2 separate regions of the Gossypium hirsutum genome follow, and region 1 is linked to region 2. The links are chromatin contacts, called in public Hi-C maps. All regions are on one chromosome and are shown on one strand. The core of a region is the stretch at or near the end of the contact, and the rest is flanking DNA. Distances in the headings are between cores, read along the strand shown. Region 1 holds the start of LOC121229563. Region 2 holds the start of LOC107957115.

Region 1 (6,384 bases), core at 1,302-3,801, 990 kb after region 2:
TAAATATTAAAATTAAAATAAAGTAATTGAACTAGTTTTTTTACTAGAAACAAGCTTAACTGAACGTTTTTACCGGATAAACACCTCTAGCAAAGGTGTTTTAAATTCGGTTACTAAATATTAACCAATTTGACTATGGCCAAATAAATAAATATATATATAAATATATATATTTGACACATGATCAAGTTTTAAATTCGGTTACTAAATATTAACTTATTTTTTTTATTACAAAGAATTAAGCTTTATGTCCTACCAAATATCTTAATGCTGGTAATACGGAAAGTGAAGAAACGAGTCGTTGAACAGCTACTGCGACACGGAACTTTACCTTGAGCTTCAAAAACACATCAAAATTTTAAAAACTTATCCAACATTTTTAAACTTTATATTAATACTCAATTTTCTACCAAAAATGTTAAAATTTTTTGTTTGAGCTACCAGCTCTAAGTTAGAGGGAAATGGTGGATGTGTACTATCGTAAAGCTTTTGGAAAGGACCAGACCTCAAGCGTGTCGTCGTCAAGGTTCAGTTTTTTCTGTTCCTTCCCTCTTCAAGCATTGGTTCAATTTTTATGAGTTAAGATTGAAATAGGTTACTTTGGTTTCAAAGCCTTTTTTTTTCTTTTTTTTTATAAAAAAAATTAGATTTTCAATGGGTTTTATGATGATTTTAATGGAGGAGTTTTTGGTTACTAAGAAAGTTGTGAAACTTAAAAAAGAAGAAAATGAAAAAAAGAGAGGTTTTGATATAATCTCTACTTTGAACAAAAGAAAACATAGTTCTCTGAACTCTACTTTTGTTGACAAAATCCTTTTCCTGATGGGGTGAATATGTTTAAATCACATAAATGATAGCAATGACTTTGAGATGGCTAGAAATCAAATAAAAACAAGTCTATAGTTTATTTTTTTGATCTCCCCTCCCAACCCTCCAATACATATTTTCACTATTCACTCACAAATATAATTTAATGGATGGATTCTTCACCATGTGAATGACAATGAAGAATGTGTACCGGAAATGGACCGAATTCTAACCCAAAAAGACGACCTAATCTCTTTAAAAATAGATAAAAATACTCGTATCTTAGTTCATACAACAACTCGGAACGGTGCTAGTTTGACCTTACCATTTTTCATAAACTACTCATTCTTCAATGAACTTCTTGAGGTTCTTCAACCACAGAATATACTCCCGGCCATCCTTATTAATCATGTACTCGTGCAAGTAATTTGTGGTGCTCGGTTTGATTCCTCGGATCTCCAAATACTTGTGAAAAGCCTTCTGCAGGTTCTCATCCAAATCACTGCAAAACAAGAACATTAGTAATCGCATTCCATGCAAATCAATATTCCAATTTCACAATGTATTGAATAGGCTTACTAGAAATCTGGGCCTTCATAGGCGAGTTCATCCTCGGAGTTGGGATTTCGAACGGACAAACTATCTATGGTAATCTCATCAGGGTAAGCGGTACAGTTGAACTCTAAACTCGGACAGCCTTTTTTTGAGACATTAACAACCAATGGGACATTTGATTTACTAGGCTTTTCAGTGTCATCATCATCGTCATCATCCGCTTCGCCTTCACCAGTGACAAGATCAGGCATGTGAACATTAACTTTGATGAGTTCACCATCATACTCTCGTGTCAATGTTATGGTTTGAAGCCCAGGAGTGTCTTCGATTTTGAAAGGGAATTCACTTGGGGTTCCTTCAGCCTGTGAAGAAACAATTTTTTTTAAATGATTAAAAAACAATTCAAAATAAAGCATCGATTTCAGCTTGAAAACTTAACATCAATACTGGCTATTAAGCGATTGTTCTGTTTTTTTTCCCCACAAATTCTTTCAATAACCATATTGTAAACAACTAAAAGCAGCTTCTAATTATGTTTCTCGGGTCGGATATAAGTTCTACAATGAGTGTTACCATGTTCCAAGACAGCTCTTGAATTCAATCCCTACAAGTCTTCAGTTGACACGATTTGGATTGCAAAACACCCAAAATCCAAGTTCTATTTTTCCACTTACTTTCGTATAAACCCTAAATGATAAAAGAAAATGGGGAAAAGAAAAACTAATTAATTACTCACCTGATCATATTCATCACTCTCCTCGGCACACTGAATCTCAGACTCAATAACTCGGAGAAGAGACTCATCAGAAGCGGATTTTTGAGAATCAACAGCCGTTGAGAAATGCAGGGTGTTTGGGTAAAAACGGTTCACAGTAGGATGCTGAGACTGGAGGCCATGGTTCAAGGCCGTGAAGATGCAAGAGTGGTAGCTTCTCTGGACTCGGGTGAGTCGAATCGCGAGTGGAGCTAAGGAGTTAGCTGTTTTCCGGAGAATGGACGTGAAAGCCATGGGGGAGAAAGGTTGCTAGGGTTTTAGGAACGGTGGAGAGGGTTTTAGGTTGTTTTAAAGGCAGCATTCATGTTGAGGTACTGATGGGCAATATTCAAAAGCTTCCCCTGTTGGGCCTAATTTGGTCTGGGATTGGGCACTTGCCCATAAAATCTCTAAATCTAACTTTATTCACTCGGGTTTAGCGTATTCTACAATGTCTCAACTGGTTATATGATGTTAGCTTTAGACATGGGATCTTAACGAGTCGTTTATTTCATTTGATTACTTATGTTTATTCGAAAACATTGTTATTTTCAGCATCTAGATAGATTATTTATTCTATTGAAACTATTGTTAGATATTTTTCAAAGAAATATAGTTTTTATGGGTAAAAAAGCATGTGTCTGTTACGATTTTAATTAAATAAATTATTAAAAATTACAAACCTCATAAATTTAATTCAATTTCAACCAACCTTAATTTTATATTTATAATTTTTTAATATTTAAATTTATTTATTATTCATGTTATTGTGTATGTGTCAAAATCTAAATATAAAAATAAAAGGTTGCATAAAACTAAATGAGTTATATATATATATTTATTTAAAGGTTAGAATTTATGTTAACCGAAACAGCAAATCTTAATAAGAAAACCATACATTTTTAAATCAATGAAACCTCAATTGTTGGACATGAAGTAACTTTGATGTAATTTCTTTTTGGATAAATTGGATAGGTGATTATCCAACTTTTAGGTATGTTCTATTTTGATCACCCCACTTAAAAAACTTTCAATTTTGTCATCAATGTTTTTAAATTTTAAAATTTTTGTCACCCTGCTAAATACTTGATGTGGGTAGTTTTTTATTGGTCTAATAATAAATTTAATCCTCCAATATTTATACATTTTATCAATTTGATCCTAAATCTAGCCATTTAGCCCTCAATATTTACAAAATTTCACAAACTTCTGTAATTTGCACAACAATAATCCTGTATTCTCTCTACTAGCAAATCGGTGAATTGCTTCCCTCTCAGCTTCTCTCCTTTCTTTTTAATTGTTTTTTTTTTTCTGTTCTGTCTCTGCAATTTTGTGCTTTGCTTTGAAAGTTATTCAATTTTTGCACTGGAATGAAGAGAAGAAAACCCCAAAGGTAAAAATAAGAAAAAAATATGGAAAAGACCTATGCGCCCAAACGTTTTCCTTACCCAACCAGGCCTAGTTAATTATGGAGAAGCAAGAGTCTGAACTGTGTGTGTTTTTTTTTTAATGGGTTTCCCCTGTAATTTGGATAGTTGCTTCTTTTAGATATTGTTTTTCGCTACTTCGATTGATAGTTCCGTTGGTTAATTTAGTTCTTTTTGACTTATTTCTTGCTGGGTTTTTTTTCTCCGATTTCCTTATGCCTGTGAAACTATCTGCACAGGTGTTTCAATTTCCCTTGAAGGGTTTGATTGTTCCACTTTTGGCTTGTTTATAAAAATATACCATCATCTCACACTGAAGAAGCCAAATTGGAACAACTTGTCACTGATTTCTTATAAGAGTCTTTTAGAATTAAATCCAATTTTTTTTTTAAATATAATAACTTTTTTAGAATTAAAATTAAATGATAAATTTTATAAGGGTTGAAGGTTAAATTTATTAAAATTTTAAATTTAAAGTTAAATTAATAAAATGTACAAATATTAAAAATTTTAATTTATCATTAGGCTAATAAAAAATTTCGGTAAACTTTCCGTTAAGTATTTAAGCCCCGATCGCTAAAATTTTAAATTTTAAAAGCATTGGTGATGAAATTGAAAGTTCTTAAAATTAAGTGATCAAATTAAAACCTACCAAAAGTTTGCTGATCACCAGGCAGTTTACTCTTCTTTTTTTTCTACAAAAGGAGCAGAAACACAGCAAGACTAAAATCTAAGCTTCCCATGCCTAAGGGCGTCAGCATGCAGTGAAGGGAGAAGACTGCCAGGCGGATTAGGCAAACGGAGGAGCCCATCCGTGCCTTCATGCGCCAAGTTAGCGAGATGATCAGCATAATGGTTACCTTCCCGGAAAATATGCCGAACCTCCATCACCCATCCCTCTCGTATCAAGTCCAAGCAATCACCAATATACATATTTAATAGATGCTGATACTCATAAGATCGAGACAGCAGCTAAACTACCCATAACTCGTCTAACTCAATAATCAAACGAGCTACCCTGAACTCCTTGGCTAACCGCAAATCATCTTGAACCCCCCCCCCAAAAAAAAACCTCCGCTTGAAGGCTGTCCGTACGTCCGATATTTAGCATGAACCTATGCACCCAATTTCCATCTGCACTGCAAAGCAAGCCACTAGCAGTCACTAAGGCCCGAACAGGAACGCACCGCCCCATCCGTATACAGGTTTCCTAATAACAGGGTACCATTTGAAGATTTGACCATTCCTTGTCCCCTTCAGGTCAACTTGGAACCCCTGCGACAATCTTTTATTAGATAAATTAGTTAGTCTAATGAGTTTGAACTTTTCTCGAATTAAGCTCTAATGGAGTTTGAAAAAATAAAATTTCAAGTTTAGTTCGAGTTCGCTTGAAGAAAACGATTCATCTAAAATGTTCAAGTAAAATATAAAAATTAAAAAGAACATTTTCCGACAACAATAAATTAAAGAATCATTCTTGAATTTAACTTGGTTGATTCCAAGATCTACAAACCTTTCTTTATTCGATAAACCAACTGGTAATTTATTTGTATAAACATACACTAAAATTACATATTTCACATAAATGATCAAACAACAGAAAAAATGACCCCTGAACCGTCTAAACACACATCACTCAGACTTGGAGAACTGTCTAGGATGGCAAAAGAAAAGAAAACTGAAAGAACAAAAGCATTATCTGGAAAATTGAACTCTGTCACATGACAATCTCAGGCTTCAAAATGCTGGATTTGATCTCTTTGTGAGGCAAAATGACGCCACCGTTGCTATATATTTCATCACATACATGCACATCTTCTCCAAGTATAGTCATGTTCTCTACTCGAGCCCATTGGCCGACAGTGGAGTGCCATCCAATGATGCTGCTTGATATGCAAGCGTGCTTCTTGATGCGAACTCCACGCATCACGGTGCAGCAAGAGAGTCTGACTCCAGCCTCGACCACACATCCTGGACCAACAACTACATCTGGTCCAATCAAACATCCTTCCCCGATTTTAGCACTCTCATGAACTAAAACATTTCCCACTATGTGGTGACCGGTGGCTAACTTAGTTGAAGATTTTTTTCGCAGGGAGTCTAGATAAAGCCTGAGTCCAGCAATGTAATCCTTTGGCTGACCAATGTCCATCCAAAACCCGGGTAGGACAATTGCATATAGTTTTTTCTCTGCTGCAATCTTCGGGAAGATCTCCTTCTCAATGGAGGTAGGTCTCAATTCAATTCTATCAAGAACAGATGGGTTCAGAAGATAAATTCCAGCATTAATTTTGTTTCCAACAAACAGTTTCAGTTTTTCCACAAATTTGTCCACTTTCCCTGTTGTTTCCTCCATAACCACAACACCGTATTTTGAAGGCTCATCCACCTAGTTGATTATTATTTAAGTATTGCGATCTCTGTGAATATAAAAATTGAAATTGAAAATGAAGATAAAATTTAGAACTGAATTATCACCTTGGTTACCACAATGGAAACTTCCCCGCCATGTGCTTTGTGGAATTCAATCATTTCTTTGAAAGGGTACTCACTGATAACATCACTGTTAAGGACAAAAAATGGCTCACCGGAACCATCAATGAGCTTATCCCTAGCCAAAGCAAGAGGACCAGCTGTCCCGAGTGGCTCTGTCTCTTGAGAGCATGAGATTGTGATCCCAAGTTTAGCTTCAAACTCCTTCAAGAAGTTCAACATCACCTGAAAAATCAAGTGTCCACTGGTCAGCCCATGAACACATAGCCATTAACCTTGCTGGCCAATGTATTAGTTTTACATATCTTATGCTTTGAAACACCTCACATACCTCAGGTTGGTAGTTAA
Region 2 (6,296 bases), core at 1,337-3,836:
CAGCCAGCTTCACCTACAACCTTGGGAAAGGAGATGGCCATTTTTTCTGTTAGGCTAAGCAGAGAAAGGCAAGAAATTTCTCAAGTCGAGATGATGGGAAAATTTGCTGGTGCAGTTGGAAACTACAATGCCCATATTGTTGCATATCCTACTGTTAATTGGCCTCAAATCGCAGAACAGTTTGTGACTTCTCTTGGATTAAAGTTTAACCCCTATGTTACTCAGGTATTTTCCATGCTCTTCTTCCTCTTATACTGTAAAAATATATATCTCAGTTGATGTATTGACACTTCTAGTTAGCTTCATATGGGTATGATATGTAACGAGTTTATGTGCTTGACCTGGAATAAAGTTTTTTTTTTTTTTTTTGCTTGTCTGCAGATTGAGACCCACGATTATATGGCAAAACTTTATTATGCAATTATCCGGTTTAATAATATATTGATTGACTTTGACAGAGATATATGGGGCTACATATCTGTAGGATACTTTAAGCAGGTGACTGTTTTGATGCAGCATGTTGACTTTAATTTATTATTATTGTTATTATTATTTTCCCAACCAATGTCTTTTCGTGGTCAAAATTTGGAGCAGATAACCAAGGCAGGTGAGATTGGTTCATCAACAATGCCTCATAAAGTAAACCCTATTGATTTTGAAAACAGTGAAGGTAATCTTGGTAAGGCTAATGAAGACCTAACTTACCTGAGCATGAAGTTGCCTATTTCCCGTTGGCAGGTACAATATTTTTATTTTAGGATAGCCGCTTAATTTTATGTTTGTGAAGTTTGTTCATAACTAATGTAACTCCATTTGAACAAAATAAATCTTCTTATGTGTTGAATTTGCAGCGAGATTTAACTGATTCGACAGTCTTGAGGAACATGGGGGGAGGACTTGGTCATTCCCTTCTTGCTTACAAAAGTGCGCTGCAAGGAATAGGAAAGCTCCAGGTATGTTGCATAACATGAAGGTTCTGATCTCCTTTAAGTGTATTTTAGTGCCAAAGGTTCTTGTTAATTAAGTCCTGTATTTGGTTATTAGTTTGTGAAAGGTCTAATTATGCCCTTGCCCCTGTACTCCTTGGACTTCGATATTTAGTCCCTCTGCTTTTAGTTCTTAGGGTTTAAAATCCGAGGGATAACGCTGTTAATTGACTTATGTTAAATTTGAGTATCAATTGGACTTAACTTATTTAAAAGTTTGAATGTTCAAATGTCACATTTTCAAATTTAACGATAATCCATTGATTTTGTTATCTGTTGGATTTTAATTTTCAAATTTGACAAATGAGGGACTAAATTCCTGGAAATAAAAGCTAAAGTATTAAATTTTAAAAAGTCTAAAAAGAGTACAAGGACTTGGGGCATTTTTAAATCTTTGTGAAAATTTTGACTTCATGATACATCTATGACTTGTGGTAAGGCACGTTAGTTTATTTTCTTCAACTAGTGATAGTTAGCCGCTTGATATCACCTGTGATGCAAAAGCCCTTGCTAATCCTTCTCTAAATTGTAGTTTTGGGTGCTTTACTGCATACTACCATCTCTCTTAAGCTCCCTTTTGATTCCAGGTCAATGAAGCTCGGTTAAGCGAAGACTTGAACCAGGCATGGGAGGTACTTGCGGAGCCAATTCAGACTGTATGTATCTTCTGATCTACATTTATTGAATGCCCTTTTCTGTTTCAATTTTTTTGTAAGCGCAAAGTAATAGAGGCTAGATGGATAGTATTTTGATTCATCTTTTTGTTTCTCTTTTTAACTTGATCTGTAGGTCATGCGTAGATATGGTGTTCCAGAGCCTTACGAGAAGCTGAAGGAGCTTACTAGGGGGAGAGCAGTTACCAAAGAAAGTATAAGGGAATTTATTGAAGGCTTGGAATTACCCGAAGAAGCTAAGACTCATCTTTTGAAGTTAACGCCACATTCCTACGTGGGTGCAGCCGTTGAATTAGCCAAGACTGTGGATTCAGCTGTGAACGTGATAAACGGTTCTGAGGTTTTGGAAAACATGTCGTTGAAAGAATTAGCCAAGAAACTTAGTCATATTGTTGCACCATATGAGACTGGTTAAGTATTAAGATGATAAATGTGGTAGCTATTCTTTGAAAAAAACAAATTCAGAGAGGGTACAAGGTGAGACAAATCCCTACTGGTGGAAGTGATTATCATGTCATGTTCATATGGTGTCATGAACTCTGAGCTGAGATTTTGTAAGCAATCTTAATAATGAAAATTAACTTGAATTGCTGTCACGTTCTCCACTAACTGATGAAGACTTTGTATTGAATGCGACATATGAGACATAACACATGTCAACATAATAATAGCAAAAATAAGCATGAATATGATGATATGAACCAGTCTGTACAGAGATTTTCACCAGGTGTACCTATAGAGTTTCTTGTACACTTTATCACGGCAGAATCTTTTGACTAGCAAAAACATCATCATCAAATATATTCTTTTTTAACAACATAATTGGTGGAGCATACACTACAAAAATACATTGCATGATTGAGATGGTGGAGCCCAAGAATTATCATACCAACTATATTTAATCAAATTCTCTGCTTTTAAACAAAATTGCAAGTAAAACCCTGGAATAATCTCCTTGTTGTCAAAACTACCCCCGATTTTAAAGTAAAAACACTACGCAATCTGTCATGTTTAAAGTCATCGTCGTCCTTGGAAAGAAGCCGTTAACAATGATCCACACAGTACAAAGAAGGAAGCTTCTCTACGAAAGAGATACAGTCGTTTTTGTTGTCAGGTTTTCATTTTCTTATCCTCTACAGGTAAAAGCCTTCGAAAGCCTCTCTCAGGTTCTCTCTCTTCTCTTGTCTCTTTGCCTTTCCTTGTATTGTTTAACTTTAAGATAATGAGGAACAAAAATAAACCCAGTTTTTGCATTATTAATTGCATCAGAATTCAATTCTGTTTTGTTATTAACTCATGGTAATTTGGGTATGAAGTTATTTCTTTTTCTTAATTGTTGTTTTTATTTTATTTTTTACCAAATTGCTACTGTGAAGCAATGAGTTGATCAGCAAATTTTGGACTTTAATGATTATTAGTATTATATCTAGAAAGTCAAATGGTTATGGACCCTTTCCTTCCTTAGAAAGATATTCTTGATAAAAATGGAAACTTGATTCCTTGTCAAGAGGGCAATGAAGTTTGAGTGCTAGCTCAGACCATGGTAGATCATGAAGCTGCTTGTAAGTTGCAGCTGTAAAGTTGGGATTTTTTGTCTTGATTTATCATATCAGTGATTGCCACCATATGGTTAAAGGGGTTTGTTTTGGGGCGGGGGGGGGGGGTGGAATCTTCTATATCAGTTGATTGTTATTTGTCGTTTCAGGTGACCCTTCAATGATTTTGAAGGGATCTGGGCAGAATTTTGCAGCCCTGATATGAATCTGGCTTGACTGAATCACAATGTCAGCTTATGGCCATCAAATGGAACGGGAGTTCTCCTCTCAGAGTCTCTTGAGTAGGGAAGATACTGGTAAGGCACTTCTTTATTAGATCCCAACAGTTCTTTCAATTCCAATACCCTTTTCTCAGAGGCTTTTAACCATTCATTTGGCATGACTGGATTGTTAATTAATCCAAATATTTTGTATGCAACATTGTTTTAATGGGTTGACTGCTTAACTCATTTCGTTTTTATGGTTCCTACTGCTAAACCTTCCGATGTTCGATATAAATACGTATTAATCTCGGTCGTTCTTGACAGAGAGTGGAAGCCAATATGTGTTGGAGTCGGGATTCTACATGAAATCTTTTGCTGCAACAATCTTCATTGCTGGTCTTCTAATTGTTGGTGTTCTTTCAGTAACTTTACTTGTAACATTAGCAGTAATGTTGCGATCCTGTGAAAGTAGGAGCAAGGGAGTGGTGGAGATTGAGAAAGCAAGTGATAGCTACCATTATTGCAAGGCTTTTGCTTTACATGGGGAACTCAACAGCTTGGAAGAACCCGAGATTCCTCCAGTCTGCTGGAATCTAGCCATTCATTATATCGAAGGGGGAGAATACGAACGAGACTTAAATTTCATGATTTCGATGATTGAGAGCTTCTTCGATACTATTTCACCATCGGACAATCATTTGGATGCTGTGTTAATAGACATAGATGACATCCTTGCTTCAAATCATACATACACCTATCAATCAATGCACCAGCAACAGTAATTCCGCTTATTTTTTTCTATGTTACTTGGGACTTTGTCATTTTCCTGTTAATAAATTACTTAAACCAGATTAAACTCATGTTTTGGCTCAGGTTCAACCAATATGGCTCTAACAAACCAAGTGGTTCCATCGAAGATGCAGCCAATCTGAAGCACTGGCGAATACTGGAATTGTATGTGAAGCTTAAGTCAAGAGGATGGTCTTTGATTCTATTATCAAGGAAGCCTGAGAGACAGCGAAATGTTACTGCTGAACAGCTCAAGGCTGTGGGATTTAATGGTTGGTCTTCTTTGATTATGAGGTAATGTTGGTACTTGCACTTTTTCTTTTTCAAAATTTTGGTCTTATGTGCATAAGTAGTTGCATGATAACCATCTCGAGTCATAGAGAAAGTTTTTCTTTTCTACTGCGTTGTTTCTTGCAAGATTTTTCGGGGACAAAAGAGGCTGCTGCTTGGAGATATGGAAAAAGGGTTATAGAAGTTGAGATTCGAATACTAAACCACGTGATGTCACTTCTTAAAAGTGATTGAGCTAAGCTTTTCAGGAAAATAATGCAGGTCAGATAGCGAAATGGAAACGGAAACATGGGAATACTTTAGTAGACGAAGAACAGCAATGAAAGAAGGAGGCACTCAAATAATCAGTGTCATTAGCAGCCAATTGGATGCTTTAACGGGCTCATCTTTGGGAAAACGTGTTTTTAAGCTTCCAAAACCTCTGCGTTACAATACTCAAACCCCAACACTTTGACGTTAGATCTGGCGTATTTTTTTATTTTTTTTTCTGCTTACAGTTTCTGGAAATTTTCAATTAAACAACATGGACGATTGGAGATTTTCGGGATACTTGTATCTACTTCGCCGAATCTTCTTTTTCAGACATTGGAAATTTTCCAACTTTTCAAAATAACAGACAGAACCATGCATCAACTAAAACAATATCCATTTTTATGAAGCCCAACCATGCAAAGCCTTCCTTTTTAAGCAGAGACACTCACCAAGTTTGTCTTGAATATATAAAAATTGAAGTATTATATTACAAATTTTATAGAGACCACTTCACCAAGAAGTGTTAGATGTGAGCATATTTTTTTTTTCTATGTTTATCATGTATTTGAAAGATGATATCCTTTATATCTATATTTGAGAATGTGTTTAAAATATCCAGCCACTCTGTGTTTTCTCTTCCAACTTTTGTTTCAACCATTAACATTATCATGGCAAGTAAGATAAGAAATGGTCCATTGTTGAAAACAAGCAAAGCTGAAATGATAAACAAAAGAAACACTAACAAAAAGGACAAAATCAAATTCTCTTTGGAAAGTCTCATTAACAAGAACTTACACTCAAATATCATTACCACTTTTAAGTTTCTAAAAAATATTTAATCCTACTTTCTTTACCAAAGAAAACCCAGAAAGAGCTTAGAAATCAACCCCACCAAATAAGCTAAGTTCTACAATAAAACTTTCCCAGAAAATACACAGGAATCTTTTAACAGTTCAACTGTTAATCACAACCCACATTAACAGAAAATAAAAACAAAAAATCACCAAAGGAATAACCATAGCAAGGCAAAGAAATGAATCCCAAACCACCCAGAAATCTCATCATCAGCAGCAGCAGAGAATTCCACACCATATTTCATAGTCATATTCTCTGATCAAATTCCCCATTTCCTCGCTCTTTACTCATGGTCCATTAGCTCATAAACATAAACCTGTGCCACCCCTTCTTTCGTCTAGTCTTGGAATAAAGCAAACCCGAGAGGGGATTTCGCTGTTGAGTCGAAAAAGATAGATCAGAACGAGGAATTCGTTTGCTCCAAGAAAGAACTGTAGTAAGGGTATTATGATGAGGTCGCCGTCGGGAAAGCGGTGGTGATTGTGGAGAAGAAAGAGAAAGGGGTGGAGATTGGGATTGTGACGATACCCAGATGCGGAAGAGGTAGATGAAGGGGCCTGATTACTGACAGCTAGAAAGGGAAGAACTTTTGTTGTAGGGAGAAGGTTCCTGATTTTAGGAGGAGGGTAGAAAGGAAGAAAGTGGCGGTGAAGGCAGTGGAGAGGGAGGAGAAAGTTTGGGATGGTGAGG

What was found. Hi-C and Micro-C count contacts between places; a contact is called where the count stands out from the background.
Region 1: a Hi-C map of leaf shows a contact between it and region 2, with 2.9 times the contacts expected there. The contact joins the promoter of LOC121229563 here to the promoter of LOC107957115 in region 2. A contact is called at or near these places in 2 of 34 Hi-C or Micro-C datasets (both in leaf).

What each region holds. Positions count from the first base shown.
Region 1 is chrA05:96,306,131-96,312,514 of Gossypium_hirsutum_v2.1, forward strand. LOC121229563 reads right to left here and starts at 2,552. Exons shown (of 3, transcript XM_041114169.1): 1 at 2,099-2,552; 2 at 1,387-1,724; 3 at 887-1,309. The coding sequence starts at 2,371. The coding sequence ends at 1,150. It also overlaps the pseudogene LOC121229564.
Region 2 is chrA05:95,314,240-95,320,535 of Gossypium_hirsutum_v2.1, forward strand. It overlaps LOC107957115, which reads left to right and starts at 2,587. Exons shown (of 5, transcript XM_016892557.2): 1 at 2,587-3,222; 2 at 3,366-3,512; 3 at 3,744-4,197; 4 at 4,293-4,502; 5 at 4,761-5,080. The coding sequence starts at 3,443. The coding sequence ends at 4,953. LOC107957114 (adenylosuccinate lyase) reads left to right here. Exons shown (of 10, transcript XM_041114159.1): 5 at 4-225; 6 at 382-498; 7 at 595-738; 8 at 852-953; 9 at 1,574-1,642; 10 at 1,776-2,256. The coding sequence ends at 2,075.